4 separate regions of the Mus musculus genome follow, and all the other regions are linked to region 1. Evidence: chromatin contacts called from public promoter capture Hi-C data. All regions are on one chromosome and are shown on one strand. The core of a region is the stretch at or near the end of the contact, and the rest is flanking DNA. Distances in the headings are between cores, read along the strand shown.

Region 1 (6,244 bases), core at 2,506-5,005:
ACAACAGCGGTGAAGTGCCTGGCCCTCTAGAGGCCCATCGAGGGATGAGGCAGGTGGTAAGAGATGCAAGGGGAACCAGACTCAGTAACAGAGTAATCATCTAACATGAACAAAAACTCACACACACACACACACACACACACACACACACACACACACACTCTCTCTCTCTCTCTCTCTCTCTCCCTCCCTCCCTCCCTCCCTCTTTCAGGCAAGACAAGACAAGGGAGAAGACGACAAGAATATATAATCACCAGGCCCTAGTGACAACCTCACAGACACGTCATGTTCAATATGATGCCCAAAGCCGAGGCTTAGGCTTGAGTAGCTAGGAGATGACCACCTTTCCCCAGCCACAGGGAGAGGCGTAGGCAATGAGGGAAAGATCATGAATCTTATTTTAGGGGAACTAACGTTGAGTGTTTATGTCGAGAGGGGGACCTGGAAATTACAAGCAGGTAAGCAATAGCTAAACCCAAACAAGAAGTGAAGAGGGCCAAAGGCAGAGCTCTGGGGACATCAAAGCTTAAGCTACATAAAGGAGGCTCAGAAGTGGCAGGAGAGAGATCTATCCAGGTCTCACAGGCCCCTAGGATGCCATTCTATACACACAAGACCCGGTGTAGCTTTGCTCTAACTTCTTAAAGCATCATTTAAAATCATCTACTTTAATATACAGGAAACACATAAAACATTTTAAAAGAACGATGTCCAAGTACCAGAGTTGGTGCCTGAGAGGAATCAGAACAGGGCTTTCTTTGGTGCCCTTGGGGATGACTCCAGCACAGCCCTAGCTCTCCAACAAGGCAAAATGCTGATTTTCCTTGTCGTGGTCCTGGTTTGGCTCCCGTGCTCCTCCTCCAGCTTTGAGAAATCTTCCAGTTCCAAGAACGACTCCTTCCTTTAGGTCCTTAACGTTCTCACTGAGGGCAGAAGGCCGCTTACCCTGTAGAAGGCAGGACATGAGCTGAGGGGCCAGAGGGGTGCTGTGAGGGAGGCAGAGGCAAGAGCTGGGGAAAGCGGCCTCCCACTTTAATGAGGGATACTCTTTTTTGTTTATACGTATGAATGCTCTATTTGCATGTATGGCTGCATGACAGAAGGCATCAGACCCCTTATATAGTGGTTGTGGGCCACTATGTGGTTGCTGGAAATTGAAGCCCAGACCTCTGGAAGAGCAGCTAGTGCTCTTAATTGCTGAGACATCTCTCCAGCCCATGACAGATACTTGGTGACAATTTTCACCCCCCTCTTCCTTTACCTGTCGTAGTGTCAAGGTCCCAGGGGAGTTGTCATCCTGCAGGATGGTGAGAGGGGACCTCCCTAGAACCTTGCTGTTTGCTTTTCGTCTGCTGCGCTTAGAACCTGTGGTAAGAAAGGTTTTGTTAGAGTAAGGACTTAAAGTCGAGGGCTTACAGTTTACTTGTCCTCCGTTATCCCAGGACGTGACTCTAGCTTCTCTTCCCTCCATCTTGCTCTTCGGTTCTGTACCTGAGGACTGGGGAGTCTCTGGGTCTCTGGAGGGCTTGTCTGAGTTCTGGCTGGCAGCTATAGTTTCTGCGGATTGTTTGGCTTCCTCCTTGGTAAACACCTGTTTGGGATCGAGTTCAGCCTGGCTCCAAGGCAGTAACTGGTCCTCAGGGGATAACTGAGGATCTGAAGACAGGTCCAGGTCATAAAATAAAGGCGTTTCCCGGGGCAGAGCAAGCTCTGGGGAGGAAATCGATTCCGACGCTTCTGTCTCCAATACTTCGCTCAGCTCTTTCACCAGTGAGCACTGAGGGTCTGGAGGAAAGAAGGCCGAGAAGCTGCAGCTTCCCGATCCAAATCAAGGAGGGGAAGATAAGGGGGCGTCGGGCTCCTGCTCAGAGCGAAGGGGAGCGGGAAGGGGGAAACCAGGATGGGGGGAAAATGATCTGGAGAAGATCGGAGATAAGCGCTGGGTGGCGTCCCGGCCAGGTACAATTCTAGCACTCCAGTACTGAAGTAGGATTGCCTCAAGTTCCAGGCCAGCCTGGGATACAACGGGAGGCCTTGACTTAAAAAGAAAATGGGAAAAGACAAAAACAGCCGATCAGCGGACAAAGGAGCTTGTTAGCAAACCTGATGGCCCTAGTTGGAGGCCAAGAAGCTACACGTAGAAGGGGAGAACTGACTCCCTCAAATTGTCCTCTGACCTTCACATGTGAACTGTGCCAGGTGTGGGCCTCCACCCCCACCCCCAAATCTGTGTTAGAAAATGTTTTTAAGTGAGAAAGGTCCCATACAGGAGGATAGAAACCCTGGCATGCTTAAGACCTTTGGTTAAAACCCCAGACAAAAAAAAACCAAATAAATAAACAACAACAACAACAACAACAACAACCCAGTAAAACAAAAATGGTGGTGAAAGCACCCTAGAATAGGTGTCAGTTTCAGGCACCCCCTGAGCCCATCACTTGCCTGGACCACTGATCTTCATGGGTGTCCGTGCAATGCCAAGAGTAGGAGAGCGGGGATCTGGGTCTTGTGCCTGTTTGAGACCGTTCAGCTGTTCTGCTGGTAGGCTTGGCTGTGGAGAGCTCTCTACCTGTCAATACCACAGGTTAGAATAAGTCTGGGCCCTGGGCTGGAGAGATGGCTCAGCGGTTAAGAGCACTGGCTGTTCTTCCAGAGGTCCTGAGTTCAATTCCCAGCAACCACATGGTGGTTCACAACCATCTGTAATGGGATCTGATGCCCTCTTCTGGTGTGTCTGAAGACAGCAACAGGGTACTCATATACAAAATAAATAAATAAATCTTTAAAAAAAAAAAAAAGTCTGGGCCCTGACCTTTATCTCCTCCCCATATTTCTAGCCAGACCTGCGACTGCCCAGTGCAGGTTAAAGAATGCAGAAAGTTGCCAGGCACGGTAATGGCACATGCCTTTTATCTCAGTACTTGGGAGGCAGGAGGATCTCTATATGTTTGAGGCCAACCTGGTCTCCATTGTGACAGGGCTACATGGTGAGACCCCGTCTTTAAAAAAAAAAAAAAAAAAAAAAGGCAGAAAGTCAGCTAATGAAAAAAGAGATCATGTATTTGAAAGACAGCAAGGAGGGGTATACGGAAGGGTTTGGAGGGAGGGACAGGCAGATATGACAAGATTATATTAGAGCCTCAAAAATAAATAATAAAAGGGGGAGGGATGGAGAAAGTAGGGTTCCAGTGGCAGTGGGAATGAGGGCTCATGTAAACAAGCTAGGCAGAGGCCCGCATCCAGACAGCCTCCCTGCATTCCCCAGCCCAGCCCAGTATACCTGAATAGGAGTGCGCTGGATGCCAGCACTAGGTGAACGAGGGTCTGCTACTCGAGCCACTTGCTTGTTGCGTGGCAGAGGCCGTGCTGGAGTGCCTGAGACGCTCTGAGTCGAACCCATCTCCACTGGGGCTGGGGACGGGGCCCGGCTGTGCAGATGCAGAGGAAGGGACGTCCGTCAGAAGAGACTCAGAGCTTACTGCTTCCGTGTCGGACCTCTGACCCCATACCCACCCGATCTTCCCAGCTTCCAGCAGAGGAACCTCCGGGTCGCTAGCCCAGAGAACTCTGCAAGGATAACGAATGGAGATTTTTAACAGAGCAGTCAGGTCTGCGGGAGCCTTCGTATTTAACCACTAATTCATTCACATTACTTACCGGGCCCCAGCTCGACCTCTGCCCGAACACCAGCTAGAGAAATAACTCCCAAAGCCCGGAGTTTCAAACTTCCCTCCACGCCCCCTGCCCCGACCCTATTGGCTAAGCCGAAGCAGACTCTCATAGGCCAGTTGTGGAAAATGCGCCTTCCGGAGCAGAAAGCCATTGGTCTGAAGGATGTCTATCATGAGGACTGGCCAATGGGCTGAGGACTGGCTTGCCCTCCGGTGGTGGCTCCGTGAGCTGGGGACTTTTGTTTAGTATCAGCCTGACAGCGGTGGACTTGATGGGTGCCACTCGGCCTTTCTGTTTCATTAAACAAAATAGAATGAGTTATCAGACTGTATGCACAAAGCCAGCTGGAGACGGAGTTAATATGGTTTGTCTAAAGCGAAACAGCCATCCTTATTGGTTGACGGAGTTATCACGCATCTCTCAAAATCGCCTCATTGACTACTGCTTTTCAAATACCAAGACAAGTGCTTTCTGATTGGACGAGTCCTTGGCAAAGTTTCAGTAATCAATGCGTTTAAACAATTCACAGTTTCTGCTCTGCACGTAAGGCATTCTAGAGTCCTTGAATCACAGCTCCTGCAACTCCCAGCCCTCCTGGAACCGCCACATGAGCACTTGCCCTGGGAGAGCAGGATTGGTCCTTTCGGCCATCAGTTGTACCCGCGGCGCTTTTTATTGGTATTCGCTGAGTGGGGGCAGAGGGTGGAGCGCCAGGAGGCAGGCTGGGTCCAACTGCCGATCTCGCGCGTCTTGCCTTTAGCGCATGCGCACACTGAGTCGCGCTCATTGGATGCGAGAGACGGAGGGGGGCGGTACTAGGTACAGTGGGAGCTGCTGTGTGAGGAGGAGCTGCTGCCGGTGTCATGGCGGAGCTGAGTGAAGAGGCGCTGCTGTCAGTGTTACCGACGATCCGTGTCCCCAAGGCGGGAGACCGGGTCCATAAAGACGAGTGCGCTTTCTCTTTCGACACGCCGGTAAGCCCATTCCCCACGCCCGCGACGACCACGACTTCCTTCCATTGCCCTGGTCATTCGGCCAGGCCTGCAAACCTTGGGCTACCGCCTCCTTGCGATGCACCCTGGGACTTGTAGTTTTCTCCATACCTCTCTGCTTTTGCTTTTCATTCTCTGTAGCTGTAGTATGACTACCACTCCCGGAAGCTACAGCTCTCGCCTTGCCCACTCCTGGTCTCGTGAAGCATTATGGGCATTGTAGTTGGCCATGTCCCTAGTTCCTATTCTAAGTTCGAATTGTAACCCGTACGGCGAACTACATCCCCCAGGCGACTCCCAGAAAAACCCTTGAATGTGGCCTTGCACGTTGCGCAGGGCTCTCCGGGTTTTGTAGTTTCATGTGGGAGGAGTAGGGGCGACTCCCCGCTGTTCAGGGCAAGGGTTGAGATTGGGAAGGTATGTATCCTGCAGCTTCTAGTCTGGAAGAGGATGCCAATCTGTGAAGAAGTCCGATTTAGAGAAACACTGAGTTAAATAGCCTCCACTAGTGGTTAATTTGGACAGGGGATGAGGAGGTGGGCCATTGGTCAGGGAGGAGGAAAAATACCCAATGGAGAGTTCTAGTCGTTTTTTCCTTTGAAGTGAACTATAGCCGCGACCCCTCCCATTCCTCCGTCCTTCACAGGTTGCCGAGACAACCCCTCTCTCAAGTATTCCTTAGAAAGGGTTTCTTTGGAGGATGCTAAGGCCCCTTTCTCGTCTTGCTCCCACTCTTGTCTAGTTAGACAAAGCCGCCACCCACACCGTGCTTCACGTTCTGCAGGCTCCACCTTGTACCTCCCTTCCTGCAGTTCTGCCTTCCTGTGTCATCTTCAGCCAGAGAGGAGCCTTCAGGCCCTAACTGAAAGGGCCGCAGTTTGGTTGGGATCCGCCCCCTTCATCACCCCTCCCCTCTAGCGGTTGTTGGGCCCTGCCCAGAGCTTTAAGCCAGACCAGCTCATGGCCTGAAAACTGCAAGTCAGACTGGAAAGGCTTCATTAATGCATCCCCAGTGCCAAGTATAGCAGCATAATGTGATGCCCACTTCAGGACCAGTCCTGTGATTTGTGCTTTGCTTGGTTTGCTGGGCTTTGATCAGCGCCCCAGATAAGCTCTGCTTCTCTCAGGTTGGCCTTAGTAGAAGTAAAGGATGATTGCCCGGCACGGTTTTCCACCAGCGATGAAGCCAGCACCTTTTATTTTCATCTGAAGAGTTACTTGAGTGTTCTCACCTTCCTCCCAGGGACGAAAGGTAGAAATCAGTGGGTCAGTGTTTACACTTAAAGACAAGACAGTTGTTCTTGTCTCTCCTTGGTACTTTATATGACTGGAAAATAATGTTTTTGTTTGTTTATTTGTTTTGTAATTTTTCCAGCACCTTCCCTTTTTCATTCTGAGGCAAGGGCTCTCCAGCCTACTTGACGTAGTAACAAACTGAAGCTGGTCAGATCATCTTCTCATTCTTTTTATGGAAGCAAGAGAGTGTAGCTAAGCTTTGTGGTGAGAAATGCTTTATTAATGAACACTGCGGTCTACACTATTCTAGGAGTGGTGCAGTGTAATTTACTGGTCCACTAACT
Region 2 (5,664 bases), core at 428-2,927, 3.6 Mb before region 1:
TATTCAAGCACAAACACTTTAAGTTTGGTTCTGTTTTCTCCCTAATAGAACGAGATGACAGCAGGTGAGTTTATAGCACCGGGTATACCCAGGTGACTTAGACCTTCTAAGGGTTGTAGCCATCCCCACAGCTCACTACCAGTAACAGGGACTGGTAACTGGGAATGGATCTGCAGTGCCTTTTTCCTTTCTACTTTGAGCTGTCAGAGCCACGAAAACCAAATCCATCCTTTCCTCTAGGGTAGAAAGGTCTCTCATCTCAGACTTCTTTCACCACCTTTGACATAGAACGTAGGACATCTCTGGTCCAGCACCCCCTAAGATGAGAAGCCAAATGTAGATTAGCTTGCACATGTAAAACTAAAGGGTTTTCCTCCTTAAGAGAGTCTCAGTGTGTTTCAGGCTGGCCTCAGACTGCATGTGATTGACAATAATCCTGAACTGCTGCCTCTGCGTCCCTAGCGCCAGGACTACAGGAATTTCTATCGAGTGTCTTTTGTTTTTATTGACTTTTTGTTGGAGATGGGGTCTCATGTAACCAAAGCTGACATAGAATTACACAGCCAAGGCTGATACTGATCTCTTGATCCTCCTGCCTCTGCCTCCCAGGTGCTAGAATTACAGGCGAGCACTACCACATGTAGTTTAACTAACACTCCTGTTGCCTTGATCACATCTCAGAAGAAAGGCAGAACCTGGTTTATCAGGGAAAGTATCCCAAGCAGCCCCAGTCATGAGAATAATGGCCCCACCTAAACTAGAGTAAGGCCACTAGAAACAGGTCTCTTTGTGCTGGGGTGGGGCTACATCATGCCTCGGGTCCAGAATCCCAGCAGCCTTCACTTCCATGGGAACTGCAATAGTGACAAAAGAGCTCTAACATTTTACATCAGACATCTTGGTTTGAATCTCACGTCTACCACTTTCTGCAAAGTTACTCAATCTTGATGAACATGGTTTCCTCACCTGAAGAAACAATAAAGCTTACATAATTTTGCTGATTAAATAATACATGTAAGGTGTGCTTTGCAATAGGTATTTTTCAAACTGCTGCCCATAAAGTACACAGCATAATTTTTTCATTATAATCCAGGGTATATATATATATATATATATATCCCCAAAACAAGGCTTTAACAAAATAACACGATTTACTACTTAGATCTTTTTCTCTTTGTCTGTTTTCATATTTTTAAAATCTTTGTGGTGGCTCTCCTGCTACATGTGTATGTGTGCATCACCTAGGTGCCTGGGAAGCCAGAAGAGGTTGTCTGGCGTCGGACTTCTTAGAACTGGAATTACAGATGGATGGGTGCGAGCACCATGTCGGGGCTAGGAATCTTCCCAGGGTCCTCTACAAGAGCAAGCAGCCAGTGCTCTTAATTGCTGAGCTCTATTTTTGGCCCCTTAAGTTTTGTTTTTGTTTTTTTTTTAACGTGGGTTGTAATCCACTACATTGCGTTGACAACTCCATTAGGGAATTTCATAAAAATTGTTGGAAAACAAAGCTGTTAATTATGACGGCTATTACTATGACCCGAGGGATGGTCTGAATCCCCCTCAGAGAAAAAGGTCAAGCCCCAGGTATCAAGTCAGCTCCTGGCACGGAAGGCCCGCCTCCTCCCCTAAGGTTAGGGGAAGAAAGCCGGAACTCAAGGCTTAAGCGGTGACGTAGACTTCCGGTTCGGTGGCCTGACACGCGTGCACGGCTGTCCTGAGGGCTCGGGGGTCGTTTTGGTGCAGTGGCCCGGCACCTCAGCCCTCCAGAGTGCCATGAGGTCGGTTAGTTATGTGCAGCGCGTGGCGCTGGATTTCAGCGGGAGTCTCTTCCCGCACGCCATCTGCCTCGGAGACGTGGATAACGACGCGGTGAGTGCATGCGCACTGCAAACCACTGCATTTGGGCGGAGCGAGATGGGGGTGGTGGGAACGACACGATGGCGTGTTGTGCGCTTGCGCACTGGAGTCAACATGGCGTGCGGAACAGAAAATTTTGATTGACAGTATCGCTCTGAGACCGTCACTGCAGGAGGCTTAGTTGGGCCAGAGCCTCTAGTAGTTATTTTTTGTTTTAGCTTTAAAATTTATGTGTAGAGTGTTTTGCTTGCATGTGTGTCTGTGTACCGTGTGTGAGCAGTGCCCGTAAAAGCCAGAAGAGGAACGCTGGGTCCCCTAGAACTGGCGTTAGAGACATTTGTGAGCTGCCACTGCTGGGGATTAAACCCCATTCCTCTGGAAGAGCTAATGTCCTATCGCTGAGTCATCACTCCAGCCATATTTTATTTTTTTATCATTAATTTTAAGAAGACAGGTTGTTGGTTCTCTTGCACAGTTCAGTGATTGTCAGGATAGGAGGTTGTAAAAGCCTGTTTCCCGCGTTATTTCCTTTCGTAGCCGCAATTCCCTTGCAAAACATCTTTACATTTCAAAGCCCATTTTTTAACCTGTAAATTGCATTTAATAATATCCCTCTACCTATAGCTTTCCCTCCCCCCCCCCCCATTCCCCATGCTACCATGCTTGCCCACACTCTTGGCTGCTATTGCCACACTGTTGTATTGCTCCTACACTGGAATTAACCGGTAGATATCTCTGCTGCCTCCAACCTACCGCAGATACCCCATAATCAGTGTGGACCATGCGAGGCTTCTACTGTGCCTACCCAGAATTGACTCAGGTGTCTGGCGACTTTGTAGTGTTACCTCTTCGTTGAAATACAAAAGCAATTTCTACCTACTTTTTTTCTTTCCTAGGCAGTTGATGCTTTTCTCGTCATTTAAATAAATAAATGCACATTAAGCAGGTAGAACGATGACAGGCACACAGTTAAGGCTCTGGAACTGTTAGTGTTAACAGTATTAGCAGCCCCACCCCACCCCCGCCGCCAGGCCTACCATAGGAAATATTAAAAAAAAAAAAAAATGGGACTGTACCTAGTATGTTCAGATTTCTTTCTTTCTTTCTTTCTTTCTTTTTTTTTTTTTTTTTTTTTTTGGTTTTTTCGAGACAGGGTTTCTCTGTATGGCCCTGGCTGTCCTGGAACTCACTTTGTAGACCAGGCTGGCCTCGAACTCAGAAATCCGCCTGCCTCTGCCTCCCCAGTGCTGGGATTAAAGGTGTGCGCCACCACACCCAGCTTTCAGATTTCATTTCTTGACACCATTACCTAAACAGCACAGCACAGCAGCTTCAGTCCTGCATAACCTAACGGTGGATACTTTGAGGGATGCATTATTGGGTTACTTTGCTGTCCTAACATTTTTTTAAAATATTGATTGATTGATTGATTGATTCTATGTATGTGAGTACACTGTAGCTGTACAGATGGTTGTGAGCCTTCATGTGGTTGTTGGGGATTGAATTTTAGGACCTCTGCTCGCTCTGGTCAACTCAGCTTGCTCAGTCCCTGCTTGCTCCAGCCCAAAGCTTCATTTATTATTATACATAAGTTCACTGTAGCTGACTTAAGATGCACCAGAAGAGGGCGTCAGATCTCATTACAGGTGATTGTGAGCCACCATGTGGTTGCTGGGATTTGAACTCAGGACCTTCAGAAGAGCAGCCAGTGCTCTTACCCATTGAGCCATCTCACCAGCCCCCTGTCCTAACATTATAGTGTATGCTTACACAAACCTGAATGTATTTATCCTGATATATGGAGCCTACCACTGACCAAAGTATATGCAGTATGGGTCTGTATTTAGCCCTTGAGACGATTTAAAGTATATGGTAGCAGCCTGGGGATGTAGCTACCAAACACTTGCCTGACTATGAACAAAGCCCTGGATTGAATTCTCAGTACCACAAAAATAAATAAAAGAATAAGAATTAAGCTGGATGGGATGATGCATGTCTTTCGTCCCAGCATTCGGAAAGCAAGGGCAGGCAGATATCTGAGTTCTAGTCTAGTCTCATCTACAGAGCCAGTTCTAGGACAGCCAGAGCTACCCAGAAACCATGTCTTGAAAAACCAAAAAAGAAAAAAAAAAAAAAAGAACTAAAATGTAGTTGAGATAATGTGTAAATGCTACTGTATGGTTTGATATAAGGCACTTGATTTGAGTATTCACAGAGTTCCTATGATCAATGCCCCACAGATACAGAGAGAGGTTCAACTGTCATTTATGCTTTCCTTATTTTGTTTGTCTAAAATGGGAACTCTGAAGGCACAAATAGTTGTGAGCTGTCATGTGGATGTTGGGGAGCAAACTAGTAAGAGTTCTAAACCACTAAGCCCCTCTCTGAACCGTTTCATCCCCCATACTCAATAATTTGTAAATTACGCTTGCTTTATTTGCATGTTTAAGTGACAGGGCAAGCACACACACATATACATACACACGCTCACAGCCACAGGACAGGTGTAGAGGTCAAAGGACAATTTATAGGAGTTGGTTCTCTCATCCACCAACCACATGGATTCTGTCCAGGGATCAAACTTGGGTTTTTGATTTAAACTTGTTATTAAAGGCAAGTATGAAAAGCAAAATATTACCATATATTACCAAAATATTACCATATAGTGGAGGTGTTGATCCAGTGCTATTTTAAAAGACAAAGCAAATGTGATTGTTTCAAAGCCACCTGAAGAACTTTGCATGGGGTGGGGGCATGGAAGAGGTTGAGAAAATTGACTAGTTAACAAGTGATCAGTTGTACCACATGGTCCATATAAGTGCAGTTATAGTCTGAGAGTGTAGCCCAGTGGAAGGGCACTAATCTAGAACGTGTGCGGCCTTGCATTCTTTCCCCACAGCCATTCTCAAAGAGGGGGTGTTGTGGGGATTGTAGCTAAGCATGATGGTACATGTCTGTAATCCCAGCACTAAAGAGGCAGAGGCAGGAGTGCCACTGCCAGTTCAGCCTGCTCTACACAGCAGATTCTAGGCCACCCAAGGCTACAGAGTGAAACACTGTCTCAACACTACCAATAAAATATGATTAGTAGTCCCCAGACAATTGGAGCTTTGGGAATGGAGACAAAGACTGATTTCAATTTGATAAACCCTTAGCCTAAAGTTCTTTGAAGGTGATTTACTTCCTGCTGAGGCAGAGGGAGAAGCCAGGAATGAAACTTGCTTTCGGACTGCCCACAGAACCCTGGCTGGATGCAGCATCGCATGTCTTCCAGAGACTGAAGCAGATCACAGAAAGAGGGCACCTTTCTCCTTCAGCACTCCTTAGACATGGTTCACCTTCTCTCTGAGGGTCCTCACCATCACTTCGATGGGGTGAGACCAGAGCCAAACTCTGTCAGAGCAGCAGGTCTGATAAGAAGCATTCAAGAAGCATTCAAGCATCCAAGGCTGCCTTGGAAATGTCCGCTCCCACATTGTTGCCTCAAACTGCCTAGCTGAGTCATATCTGCTTGCTCAGTGTACATCCCATAGTGTTTTATGATTCTTTTCCTGTTTCTGTGGCTCTGCAAAGCTGAGAAATCCTTCTCAACAAGACAGCTGCCTGGAAACTGGAGGACTGGCTGAGCATTTTCTTTCATTTCTAATCTTTTTTTCTTTGATAAAGTCTCACAATGTACTTACCCCAGGCTGAGCTGGAATTTGTAGCCCTCGCGTCCTTCCTCAACCTCAGGGTGCTGGGATTGTAGGCATATACACTCTTGCAGGGTCCTTTCAGCATTTTATACTTAAAAAAACCAAGCAGGTA
Region 3 (5,869 bases), core at 2,093-4,592, 3.5 Mb before region 1:
CACCACTATGAATCTTGCCAGCAGCCCATTACCCACACTGTTCAGGTGCCCAGCAAGCCCATTGATCAGAGCACCGTCACTTCCTGGGTAGGTCCTGGCAATTCTTTGACCTTTACTGTGTTAGGGTTTTCAGAATACTGACTCTGAATCCTTTTGGAGCAGGGCCAGGGAAATAGTTACTGTTCCTGACTGTGGTATTGTCTTAGATATCCTCTTTTCTTCCTTCACACCAAAATATGCATTATATGGTATTGGAGTCTCCTCTGCCAGGTTCCCCTGAAGAGTTCTGATTGAACACTTAACTACCCAGTAGCGGGGTGAAGAAGCAAGAAAGGTGACCAACATGAAAGATTATTTCTTGCATTTTATATGACAAGTACTAGGTATTCTATGAGTTACTGAACCTTAGTGGAGAAAACTCCTTCCACAATGTCATGCTAATCCATGCAAATCCAGCACTGGGAGGCTGCAGCAGAAGGATCTCCAGGTAAAGGCCAGCCTGGTCTTCATGGTGAAACTGTCTACAAAAGAAATCCGTAAGCATTGAGTGAATAAACACGGGCATTAGATCCCAACAGTCACTTCCATGGGGCTGCCGTTCATTATTCACTGAAGACCTTCCTGCCAGGCCCTCCCTCAGCCAGGCGTTGTTGACAGTCAGTCTGTCCCTGCCCTCCTGAGGATCCTTCCGACCTGTTCTCAGGAAGTTTAAGGACGGGGAGTTAAACAAGCTATAGCAGTGTAGTGGTGATGAGAGAGGCCTTGTCTCCTCTCTTCCTCGGGCGCACCCTGAAGGGCAGAGCGATTGGATAGCTGGCCCAGGTCTCTTGCCTTCTTGTCATACCACATAGCTGGATGGGTGTCTGTCCTGTATTGTAGCGAGTCCTCACAATTCTGGACAAAAATAAAGGATCAGACACATTTACTCTAGCTGCTTTGCAGCTGGCTCGCCACCACCACCATCCTTTTTTTTTTTTTTTTTTTTTTTTTTATGCACAGGTGTCACCCCAGTTTGATAGAGCAGCGGAAAGCCGGTTTCTGATACACCGGAAGCCTCACCGAGACCAGGCAAGGCGCCCAACTCGGAGATCTACCTGCAAGTTTCCACGTCTAACCTTTGAGAGTCCACAGTCTTCCAGTTCAGAGACGTTGTTGCTATCCAACCGAGTGCAGCCCCAGAACTCAGAAAAGGACCCACCCAGAAGGCCTTTAGTGCCATTGTTCAGTCCCCAGAGCTGTGGAGAACTGTCAGTGCATGTACCTCACAGTTTACCTCATGTGTTCGCACCCCCTGACATCCAGACCCCAGACTCTTCTGTAAGAGACGATCCCATTTCCCCAGACCAGAAGGAAAACAGTTTTCCAAGCTGCATCCTTGGCCCTGGGACTCCCAGCAGCCCAGAGCCGGGGCCTGTTCTGGTCAAGGACACCCCTGAGGAGAAGTATGGGATTAAGGTCACGTGGAGACGCAGAAGGCACCTGTTTGCCTACCTTAAGGAGAAGGGGAAGCTGGATGGAAGCCAGTTCCTTGTGAAGATCTGACAGGACCGCAGAGCTTCAGTTCTTCCCGGAGCTGCTGTGGGGAGGTTTCGCAAGTCATCCTGGTTTGAAAGGATGAAAGGGGACGAACAGCAATAGGAAGACCACTTAGCCAGAGTCGGAGTTCGGTTTCTAGGGTTCCGCCTCGCACCAGGAACCGTTGAATTTAGTGTCATGAACTGTTGGTATTTTTCTCACATTAACTGTTTAGACCTCTGACGTTTCTTGTACTGTTCACAGCGTTTGTAAATAAATGGCTGCCGAGTTTTTAGAGAACCCAGCCGTTGTCAGTAATGCAGCCTCGTGCCCATCTATAAAAGGTCTATGCTTATTAGTCTTCTGCCTCGAACTAATTCATCTCACGCTGTTGGTACCGAGTGTGAGGCTCAGCGACTGGAGAAAATCAAGAGAGAGCTCTGGTTTTTAATGGTTGACAGCCTTGGCTCAAAGGGTCCCAAGCCAGGCCTGTGTTGGTGAATACGATGGGGTCAGAGAGCTAGGGGACGGATGAGTACTTTAGGTTTGTGTTTTGAGATGTGTTTACAGTGGAAGAAATATGACGCTATCACATGTGGTGGAGAAATGGATTCCTATCAGTAACTTATCCTATGTGTACATAAAGTGGAAGCTCACACTCTAGTGTGGGTAGTGTGGATGTGCCTGTCTCAGTGGTCCTCTTACTCATTCAAATAGCATCTCTTTCAACCCTACTCATTTAGCACTAGCCCTTTCTAGACCAAGCAGAGCTTATGAGTGAAGATTTGTAGCACACACACACACACACACACAAAGGAGCAATCCAGAGTCCCACAGGGAGAGGGGCTAAGTGAGTGCAATGCTTTCCTAGCCTATGTGTGCAGGTATCATATTCCCTAGTTTTCAAAAATTAATTTCTGGGACCTGGAGAGGTGGCTCAGCAGTTATGAGCCCTGGATGCCCGGAGGCGCGAGTTCTATTCCCAGCACCCACATGGTGACTCACAACCATCTGTAACTCCAGTTCCGGGGTATCTGACAGCCTTGGGCACCAGGGATGCATATGATATGCAGACATACACATAGGTGAAACATACACATAATAGCCTAGGGCACGATGGCACATGCCTTTAATTCTAGCACTAGGGTGACAGAGGCAGTAGGATCTCAGAGTTCCAGACCAACCGAGGATAGTATAGTGAAATCCTGTCTCAAAATAAATACATTATTTTTTAAGTGAATTTTTGGATTCAACATCAGTGTGACTTTGGCCTTACTAATTAAGTTTATATGCTATAGTTCTGGTCATAAAGTCCTATAGGGACCAAAGCCACAAAGGCATTGATGGCTGGAGGCATGATTTACTGCAGAGAGGACAGCTTAGCTGCTACCCTCACTAAATAAGGACATTTGCTGAAGGTCCCCAGGTAGGGATCCCTCAGTCGGGCTTTGGGCAAAGGCTGGTTTGGGAGGCTGAAGGCCTCGGCTATCCCAGAGTCGGTGGTCAGATGCTGAGGCTTCAGGTGATAAAGAGTAGAAAACCCAAGGCAGCAGCCTGGATGTTCTCGGTGCCACAGAGGGGTGCTGGGGATCGCTCTGTGGGGGCCAGTCCCGGAGCGGTGGAATGGAGCAGCAGACTCTTCCGACCCAACCCCGGGGGGCTGCTCCCGGATCTAGCGCACGCGCCTTCGCCTCCCGGTGCCTCCCGCCCCCTGGAAACCCTCCAGCATCATGGCTAACGCCATTTGCCAGTGAGAGGGGAGCGTAGGGCACTGGACCAATGGGCGTCGGCGACAGTGCGGGGTGTGGTTGTCAGGGGCGGGGCCCGATCTCCTCCATCCTCTCCAGCCGGGCGGCGGCGTCTCGGGGTCTGGACGCTGATGCCACCGGTCGGGCGGGTATGGAGGCGGCGCGCTGCGCACCCGGACCCCGCGGGGACAGGTCAGGCGGCGGTGGGGCGGGCTGGGGTCTCCAGGGTGGGCGGGCAAGAGCGGAGGCCAAGATCGGGTCCCCAGCTGAGCAGGCGCTTTGCACACCCCGCGTCGCCAGAGCGCTCTCGCGTCTCTTTCCTGGAATTTACCCCGAACCTGCTCACCCTACTCCCCAAGGGCCTCCGATTCCCTCATTTGCAATGCGCTGTGCATCCCGTGCCGCCAGCACTCTTGAGCCGCTCCCCTGGAGTTTACCCTGGACCAGCTCGCCCTGCTCCCCTGGGGTCTCGATTCCCTTACTTGCAATGCGTTCGCCCTCCCCCATGTCTTTCACGAGTAGGATCAGAACTGAGCTGGAAGGAGGGCACTCTTGGGAGTCGACGCGGAAGGTCGCGAGTGATGGTTAATTGGTTCCAAGGCCGTTGCATTTGGCAGTCATTGCGGAATTCTGGAACGAGTCCGAGAGCTGAAAATGCAAAACTGTTCTTTTCTTCTTTCTTCCTTCCCCTGAGTTCTAGCAGTTCTTTCAATCAGGACTTAGTTTAGACTGATCCGTACTCTTGCTCGTGCCCCTGGCTTTTCTACCAATACCCCTCTTTTTGCCTGGTTCACATGGTGAGCTTGGAAAGACAAACGGGCTGCAATCTCAGCCTGTTCATTTCTTGTCAGCTAGGCTAACGAAAAGTTAATGGGGGGCCGTGTGAAATCACTGGCTCAAAACTTTGGCATGGTGTGAGGATTAAAATCAAACACGCCAACTACATTCTTCCTTTACCATTCCATTACCACAGCGATAAAGGCTTGGCGTGTTAGGATTTGGTCTGACGTTTAAACTGGTTTTTAACTGATCCGAAACCATATTTTACAAAGTTATAAAGACGGAATAGCGACCCCCCCACCCCCCGTGGGTCCCATCCAGACTAGGCTTCCCTGAAACTTAATAATAAGTTAATAAGGAGGACTTTGAACATTTGCCCCCTACCTCTGCCTCCCAAGGCGTCACCTGTTTTAATCTTTCATCAACTAAATTCTATAAACATGATAGCTGCTCTCTGAAATTTGTTTACAACTTCTCCATTTTGGGAACCGAAGATCCATTTACAAGGGTAAGGTCGGGGTAGGAAAGTTAGAATTCAGCGTGTATCCGGTTGAAATCAAATGATATCGCGTTCAGTTGAGGGATTTAGTTGTTAACGAAATGATTTTTAGAGAAGTAAATTTCTTAGGGATGTGATTTTATTTTTATTTTATTTTTTGAGATAGGTCTTATGAAGCAAGACTGAAACTCGATATTCAAACCAGGTTAGCCTCAAACTCATACAGACCCATCTGACTCTGCCTTCCATGACTCATGATTTTAGGGAACAAGGACTTGACTTTGAAACTGGGACCAGCTGGCAGGTTTTTGTTTTGTTTTGTTTTCATCTCCTGGACTTGAAGCTTTAAGCTTTAATGCCTCCTCCCCCACCTTTTCTTCCAAAGAAAGAAATCGACTCTTTAATTTCCAGTTGATTGACAGGAAAGGAGCCCGTGGGAGCCCCTAGTTTCTCCTGCCCTAGGAAGAGCATGCAGGTTTGTTGCTAAAAGCCAGTGACTGCCTTGCTTTTGGGGTAGTCATTAAGAGTGTTTTGAGAGAGACTTCGAGACTGACTTGACTGAAAGTCAGTATAATCCAGTGGTCCAGGCTAGCCACAAACTCAAAATCTTCCCTGCCTGAGCCTCCCAAGTGTCTCCTGTAGGCATGTATCACCAAACCTGGGTGGACTTGTGTGCTAGGTGTCTTCTCTCTCCCCCTCTCTCTTTGTCTCTCCCCCGCTCTCTCTTAAATTTGAAATTTTCTTTACATTCTGACCAGAGTTCTCCCTCCTCCTCTCCTCCTCCCAGTATTCCCCCCCCCCATCCACTCCTCCCTTTCTCTCCTCCCATGGATGCCAACCAGCCATGGCATATCGAGTTGCATTAAGACTAGGCACCTCCTCTACTTTTAAGGCTGGAGGAGGCATCCCAAGAGGAAGAAAGGATCCCTAAATCAGGTAACAAGAGTCAGACCCAGGGGGCTGGTGAGATGGCTCAGTGGTTAAGAGCACTGACTGCTCTTCTGAAGGTCCTGAGTTCAAATCCCAGCAACCACATGGTGGCTCACAACCATCCGTAACGAGATATGACTCCCTCTTCTGGTGTGTCTTTAGACAGCTACAGGGTACTCACATATAATAAATAAATAATAAAAAAATTAAAAAAAAAAGAGTCAGACCCAGCCCCTGCTCCCACTGTTAAGTAGACCAAGATACACAACTGTAACATGTGCAGCGAGCCTAGGTTGGTCCCGTGCAGGTTCCCTGGTTGGGGGTTCATTCTCTGTGAGCCCCTATGAACCTAGGTTAGTTGATTCTGTTGGTTTTCTTGTGGTGTTCTTGACCTCTC
Region 4 (5,801 bases), core at 1,091-3,590, 4.5 Mb after region 1:
TAAATAATAATAAAAGATTTATAAAAAAAAAAGTTTGATGCTCAATTTGACAGATGACATTCAGATTCTGGTGTTGTGTCTGTCTGTCATTCATTTGCCGACTCCTTGTCCATCTGCAACTAGAGACTCGTTCCACACAGACAAAGGGACCCAGAGGGTCTGCAGCACTCTTTTTAAAAATTGGAAATGTGGGGCTGGAGAGATGGCTCAGTGGTTAAGAGCACTGGCTGTTCTTCCAGAGGTCCAATTCCCAGCAACCACATGGTGACTCACAACCATCTGTAATGGGATCCAATGCACTCTTCTGGTGTGTCTGAAGTCAGCAACAATGTGTGTATGTGTGTGTGTGTGTGTATATATATATAATAGATTCCTCTAAAAATTGGAAATATATAGGAAGGAATGAACCATGCTTTTTTTTTTTTTTTTTTTTTTTTTTTTTTGGTTTTTTCGAGACAGGGTTTCTCTGTGTAGCCCTGGCTGTCCTGGAACTCACACTGTAGACCAGGCTGGCCTTGAACTCAGAAATCCGCCTGCCTCTGCCTCCCGAGTGCTGGGATCAAAGGCGTGCGCCACCACACCCGGCTGAACCATGCTTTTAAAAATAGTATTTATGCTATAATTTATACCATAATATTAAAATTTTAGATTTACTTCATGAGTGTTTTGTCTGCAGGTATGTATGTGCCTACTGCCCACAATAGGAGGTCAAAAGACTGGGACTTGTCTCCAGTCAAGGGATTACATATTCAAATGTTATGTCTAGTCAGTCTCATTTAAACATCAGGAGGATATATGAAGAGCTGAGGGTGGTGGCTCATGCCTCTAAACCCAACACTAGTTGGGGAACCCTGTCTCAGCAACAAAAGAGGATATATAAAAGGAAGTTACACAAGAAAGGATCAATTCTGCAATGCATAGTAGCATTACTTTAAAATTTGGAAAGCTTGAAAATTGAAGCTTTTATGCCTATGTCAACTTCAGTGGCTCACTGATAAGTGTACACAATTTTTTCAATATGATATTTCAAATATCATTGGTTTTCCTATTCATGTCATAGGAAAGGATAAAGAGAAAGTTTATAGTTTTTCCTTCTTTGTTATTCTATTTTGGTTAGTCCCTGGGAAATTCTTGGAGTCAGGCTTGGGTGAGAAGTATAGTTCAGTGGTAGAATACTTGTTTACCATTAAGTAACCATGATTCCTTTTTTGGTTTTGTTTTGTTTTGTTTTGTTTTGTTTTGTTTTGTTTTGTTGAGACAGGGTTTCTCTGTATAGCCCTGGCTATCCTGGAACTCACTTTGTAGACCAGGCTGGCCTCGAACTCAGAAATCTGAGGCCTGCCTCTGCCTCCCGAGTGCTGGGATTAAAGGCATGTGCCACCACGCCCGGCAGGACCATGATTCCTGAAGCCTTAGTTCAGTCGCAGGGTGAATCCAATGACTGAGCAAACAAGCAAAGAGCCATTAAAATGTGTTTGGAGTCAGAGGTGATGAGCTATAATACCTCTCTGTGTGTTTGTTTTGTTTGTTGTTTGTTTAAGGGTGTAGTTCTGCCCTAGAACTTGCTGTGTAGACCCAGCTGGCTGCCCCTGCCTCCCATACACTGGGCTTATGCCTGAGTCCCAGAATTTGAGGGTAGATGCAGGAGGATCTCTGAGGCTTCTACACAGCAAGATCCAAGCTAAACTGGATACATAGTGAGTCCTGGTTTGGTTCCTCACACCCATATGGTGGCTCACAACCATCCCTCTTTAATTACATCTAAGCTAAGGCATAGAAAACTCTGTCTCCTCCTCTCCTCTCCTCTCCTCTCCTCCCCTCCCCTCCCCTCCCCTCCCCTCCCCTCCCCTCCCCTCCCCTCCCCTCCCCTCAAACTCCTGATCCTTTTTATGTCCCTTCTCAGGAATTGGGATTACAGGCTTTTACAACTCCGTAGGATTTGTAGAACGTTTCTTAGGCTCACTTGAAACAAACTAAAGGCTCACTCGAAACAAATGATAATGTGTACTAAACTCTCCGAGGAGTTCTCGTGATTATGTATGTCATTTATGCAACAGGTTTCATTAAAGGAAAATAGTTAAGTGAGTTTAGACTGAGTTGTCAAAACGAGTTCTAACAGCCAAGGGATACTTACCTCCCCCCTCCACACGCATTCTGTCTTTGCGCAATGCTGTGTGCAGAAGAGAAACTACACTTCCCAGGAACCTCTGCCGGTGAGGCGCAAGGCAAGATGGGAAGTACTGCTGGGTGAACAACCGTCCTATTGGTGTGCAACCTAAAAGGCCGCCTGAGCTCGTGAGCGATTGGTAGGATTTTGTAGATGCTCGCTGATTTGAGTTGTTTTTCGGTTGCGTTGTTGGACGCCAGGGGTTAGCACTTGGTGAGTGTGGATTTCAGGGAAAGGGTGAAAGTTTTTTGGGGAGTAAATATGGTGGGATAAAAGCCTTAGTAATCAGTGCGGAAGGGAGCTACAGGAGACTAAACCTAGGGCCAGTCAAGGAAAGATTGTCTGTAAAAAGAGAAGTTTCCGGGACGCGGAGAGCTTTAAGAATGACTGAGCAAAGATCTGCTCAAGAACTGTATGAACTTGCCAGAGAACAGGATCCAGACGTCCTGAGATGGACGGAGTTCCGTCTCCGTCTTCCTCCCACTTGCTTAAGCTTCGATTTCCTCGTTTGAAAAATAAGGGATAATAAAAATACTTCAGAAAGTGGTTATGCGGGTAAATACGACTTTTTAGGGACGGGGTTGTGGCCAATATGTAGAGTGTTTGCTTAGCACGCCTGTGCCCTCAATTCGATCTCTTACACCTACAAAACAGAAACCCATCACCTTTTATATAAATAGAGGCATTCCTGCCTTGCAAGGTAGGATTAAGATGGCTTCTGTCTGCCTGGAAGATAGGTTATCATAGTAAAACTGCAAATACAGGCATTTATCAGTGAGGGGGGAAAAAAAGCTTTTAAATTTTTTTAATTATTCGTTTTTGTTTTTTGATTCGGGAATCTTACTCTGCAGCCCACGTGGGCTTGCAGTTCACTATATGTACCAGACTGGTCTCAAACTCTTGGCATTATACTCTTGTCTCGGTCTTCTGAGTGTTGGGAGTACAAGTACACAATCAGTTTATGGTTTTTCTGTTGTTTATTTGAGACAAGACCTTGCTCTGTTCCGGGCTTGCCTGGAATTCAACTCTGTACCCTAGGCTGCCCTCAATGTTGGGTGATCTTCCCAGTGCTAGCTTTTAATGACAGATGCCACTACAATTGGCTTTCTAGATCGTCTTGAATGGAAAAACTCAAGAAAGAGATGGAAGAAATAGTATTTAAGATGAATTTTACATGCAGAATACACTTGATTAAGTGAATTTACTAGAGTTGTGGAAGGAGTTATAATTGAACTGCCAGGAAGCTCATGAGCAAAGGCATAGAACCAAGAACATTATGTGCCTCTGGCGTGGTGTATAAGCTTTTAATCCCAGTGCTCGGGAGCCAGAGGCAGGCAATCTCTGTAAGTTTTAGACCAGCCTGGTTTACATAGTTCCAAGCCAGCCGTAGTGAGATCCTGTCCAAAAAAACAAACAAAAAAAACATTTTATAAAAACAGGGTATATCTGGGGAAAGAGATAAAAATAAGTCAGGGAAGAGAGGTTAGGCTCTAAAATAGAAAGTTCTGAATTCTAGGCTTTATTTAATGTTCGTGTCTGTAAGTAGCCACTTGTCAGCTTGTGATTTTTTTGTTTTGTTTTGTTTGTTTGTTTGTTTTGTTTTTTTTGGAACAAGGTATCTATCACTATATAATGCTGGTTGTCCTGGAACTCAGGCTGGATATGAGAATCTAGAAAAGTATGGCCTAACCTTTCCCTTAAATCATTAGACAGGGGCTAGAGGGACGGTTCAAGTGTTTGAGAACACAGGCAGCTCTTCCAAGGGACCTGGGTTTGATTCCCAGCACCCACATGGCAGCTCACAGTAAACATGCATCTAGTGCACAGACACACATGCAGGGAAAACACCCATACACATAAAATAATCATATTTTTAAAATTATTAGAGCCAACAGTATAAAAATGGTATAAGAGGACTCAGCAGGTTGAGGTGACAACTTGAGGCTGACCCTCCTAGAGATACCAGGGAGTAGGGAGAGAAAGCTGACTCTTTAGATGTACATACATGCCCACATACACACACACACACACTCAAATACACACACACACTCTTAAAAAACCAAGATGATCTTTCCTCCTCAGTTACTTGTTGTCAGTTAAGATGGAAATTATAATCATACAGATTTTTTTTCTGCTGTTTTTTAATTTTTGTTTTGTTTTCCTGGTGCTAGAGGATTAGAACCCTGGGCCTCACATATCCTGGGTAATCTTTGTCAAAGATAAAAAGTAGAAAAAGCAAGTCAAACAAAGTACTTTTGGCTCTCTGTTCATTCTAAATTTGGCATGACAGTCTCCTTAATTTCCATGGACTATATTGCTTATTTTTAAAAGTTTTTTTAAATTTATTATTGTGTTTATGTGTGAGTATGTAGAGGTCGGAGGACAACTTTGTGGGGGTTTTGTTTGTTTGTTTTGTTTTGTTTTTTCGAGACAGGGTTTCTCTGTATAGCCCTGGCTGTCCTGGAACTCACTTTGTAGACCAGGCTGGCCTCAAACTCAGAAATCTGCCTGCCTCTGCCTCCCAAATTCTGGGATTAAAGGTGTGCGCCACCACGCCCGGCTAGGTTCCCCCACCCCAACCTCTTCCCCCCCCCCCCAACCCGGGATTGTACTCAGGTTGGCTAAGCTGTCTCTGCAGCCCCTGTTTGGCTGATTAGAATCTGGCTGGGTATAGTAATGTCAACCTAAGTGATGTGAGTTCAGGTGTAGGCAGGCTGAGACTGGCCGGTTCCAGGCAAGCCCAGACTACATAGCAAGATCCTGTAACAAACAGTTTGAGTGAGCTTGAGTGTACTAGGTGTGGTACTAGTACGTACCTCTATGCATGGTGCCTTGAAGTTGGAGGAAAGAAGATGGGAAGTTCAGTGCCAGTGTAGACTACGTCCTGTTAAGGTATGGGTGGGGGTATAGCGTAATTTTTTGCTCAGTATACACAAAACACTGAAGTTGATCCGAAGAACTACATATATTATGTATGGTGGCAAATGCATTCTGGAGTTGGAGGCAGAAGGATCACAGGTTCAGGTCATTCTTAGATACATAGGGTGTTTAAGGCCGTAAGTTACACGAAACCTTGTCAAAAACAAACGAACAAACAAACAGCTGGGATGTGGTGGTTCTGAGGCCAGCCTGGTTTACAGAGTGAGTTCCAGGACAGTCAAGGCTACATAGAGAAACCCAGTCTCAGAAAAACACAAAACCAAAAAAAACAAAAAAACAAAAAAAACATATTTAGGGCTATAGCTTAGTGGTAAATATTTGCTTCATATGCATAAAAATAAGATAAATTCCCCCCAATTGTTTTTTTTTTTTTTTCTGTACTACAAGTTGGATAAGCAGTTGTGAAAACACCCAGTGTTGGTCTGAATGCCACACTCTCCACAGAAGTCAAATATGGTAACAGAGGGAACTGTGCTCTATAGCCTATATTTACTGATCTCACCTCTTCCTGGCCCTCATTGTGATTTTGTGTATCTGACTGATAGGTGTGGAGAAGACAGCATGAACTTCACTCCGACACGGACACCCATCTGCAGAAAGTAAGATATTTGCTTACGTATGAGTTGTTAATTAATCAATACTTCTGTAGGTTTTATCCAGTCGGTATAGGAGATAAGGAAGGGGGCAGCATACT

Evidence for each region. Promoter capture Hi-C pulls out the DNA fragments that hold promoters and counts their contacts.
Region 2: a contact with region 1 is called in a promoter capture Hi-C map of cranial neural crest. The contact joins the promoter of Itfg2 here to the promoter of Cdca3 in region 1. A contact is called at or near these places in 2 of 39 promoter capture datasets (cranial neural crest and frontonasal cranial neural crest).
Region 3: a contact with region 1 is called in a promoter capture Hi-C map of cranial neural crest. The contact joins the promoter of Tulp3 here to the promoter of Cdca3 in region 1.
Region 4: a promoter capture Hi-C map of pre-B cells shows a contact between it and region 1, with 6 times the contacts expected there. The contact joins the promoter of Ccdc77 here to the promoter of Cdca3 in region 1. A contact is called at or near these places in 2 of 39 promoter capture datasets (cranial neural crest and pre-B cells) and 1 of 484 Hi-C or Micro-C datasets (B cells).

Annotation. Positions count from the first base shown.
Region 1 is chr6:124,827,687-124,833,930 of GRCm38.p6, reverse strand. Cdca3 (cell division cycle associated 3) reads right to left here and starts at 3,755. Exons shown (of 6, transcript NM_013538.5): 1 at 3,658-3,755; 2 at 3,281-3,428; 3 at 2,443-2,569; 4 at 1,492-1,785; 5 at 1,262-1,365; 6 at 230-946. The coding sequence starts at 3,400. The coding sequence ends at 791. It overlaps Usp5 (ubiquitin specific peptidase 5 (isopeptidase T)), which reads left to right and starts at 4,447. Exons shown (of 20, transcript NM_001326594.1): 1 at 4,447-4,646. The coding sequence starts at 4,536.
Region 2 is chr6:128,420,923-128,426,586 of GRCm38.p6, reverse strand. Itfg2 (integrin alpha FG-GAP repeat containing 2) reads left to right here and starts at 1,677. Exons shown (of 12, transcript NM_133927.1): 1 at 1,677-1,869. The coding sequence starts at 1,774.
Region 3 is chr6:128,353,324-128,359,192 of GRCm38.p6, reverse strand. Tulp3 (tubby-like protein 3) reads left to right here and starts at 3,342. Exons shown (of 11, transcript NM_011657.2): 1 at 3,342-3,455. The coding sequence starts at 3,415. Rhno1 (RAD9-HUS1-RAD1 interacting nuclear orphan 1) reads left to right here. Exons shown (of 3, transcript NM_001326585.1): 2 at 1-87; 3 at 1,000-2,193. The coding sequence ends at 1,542.
Region 4 is chr6:120,353,906-120,359,706 of GRCm38.p6, reverse strand. It overlaps Ccdc77 (coiled-coil domain containing 77), which reads left to right and starts at 2,340. Exons shown (of 12, transcript NM_001381936.1): 1 at 2,340-2,380; 2 at 5,653-5,706. The coding sequence starts at 5,669.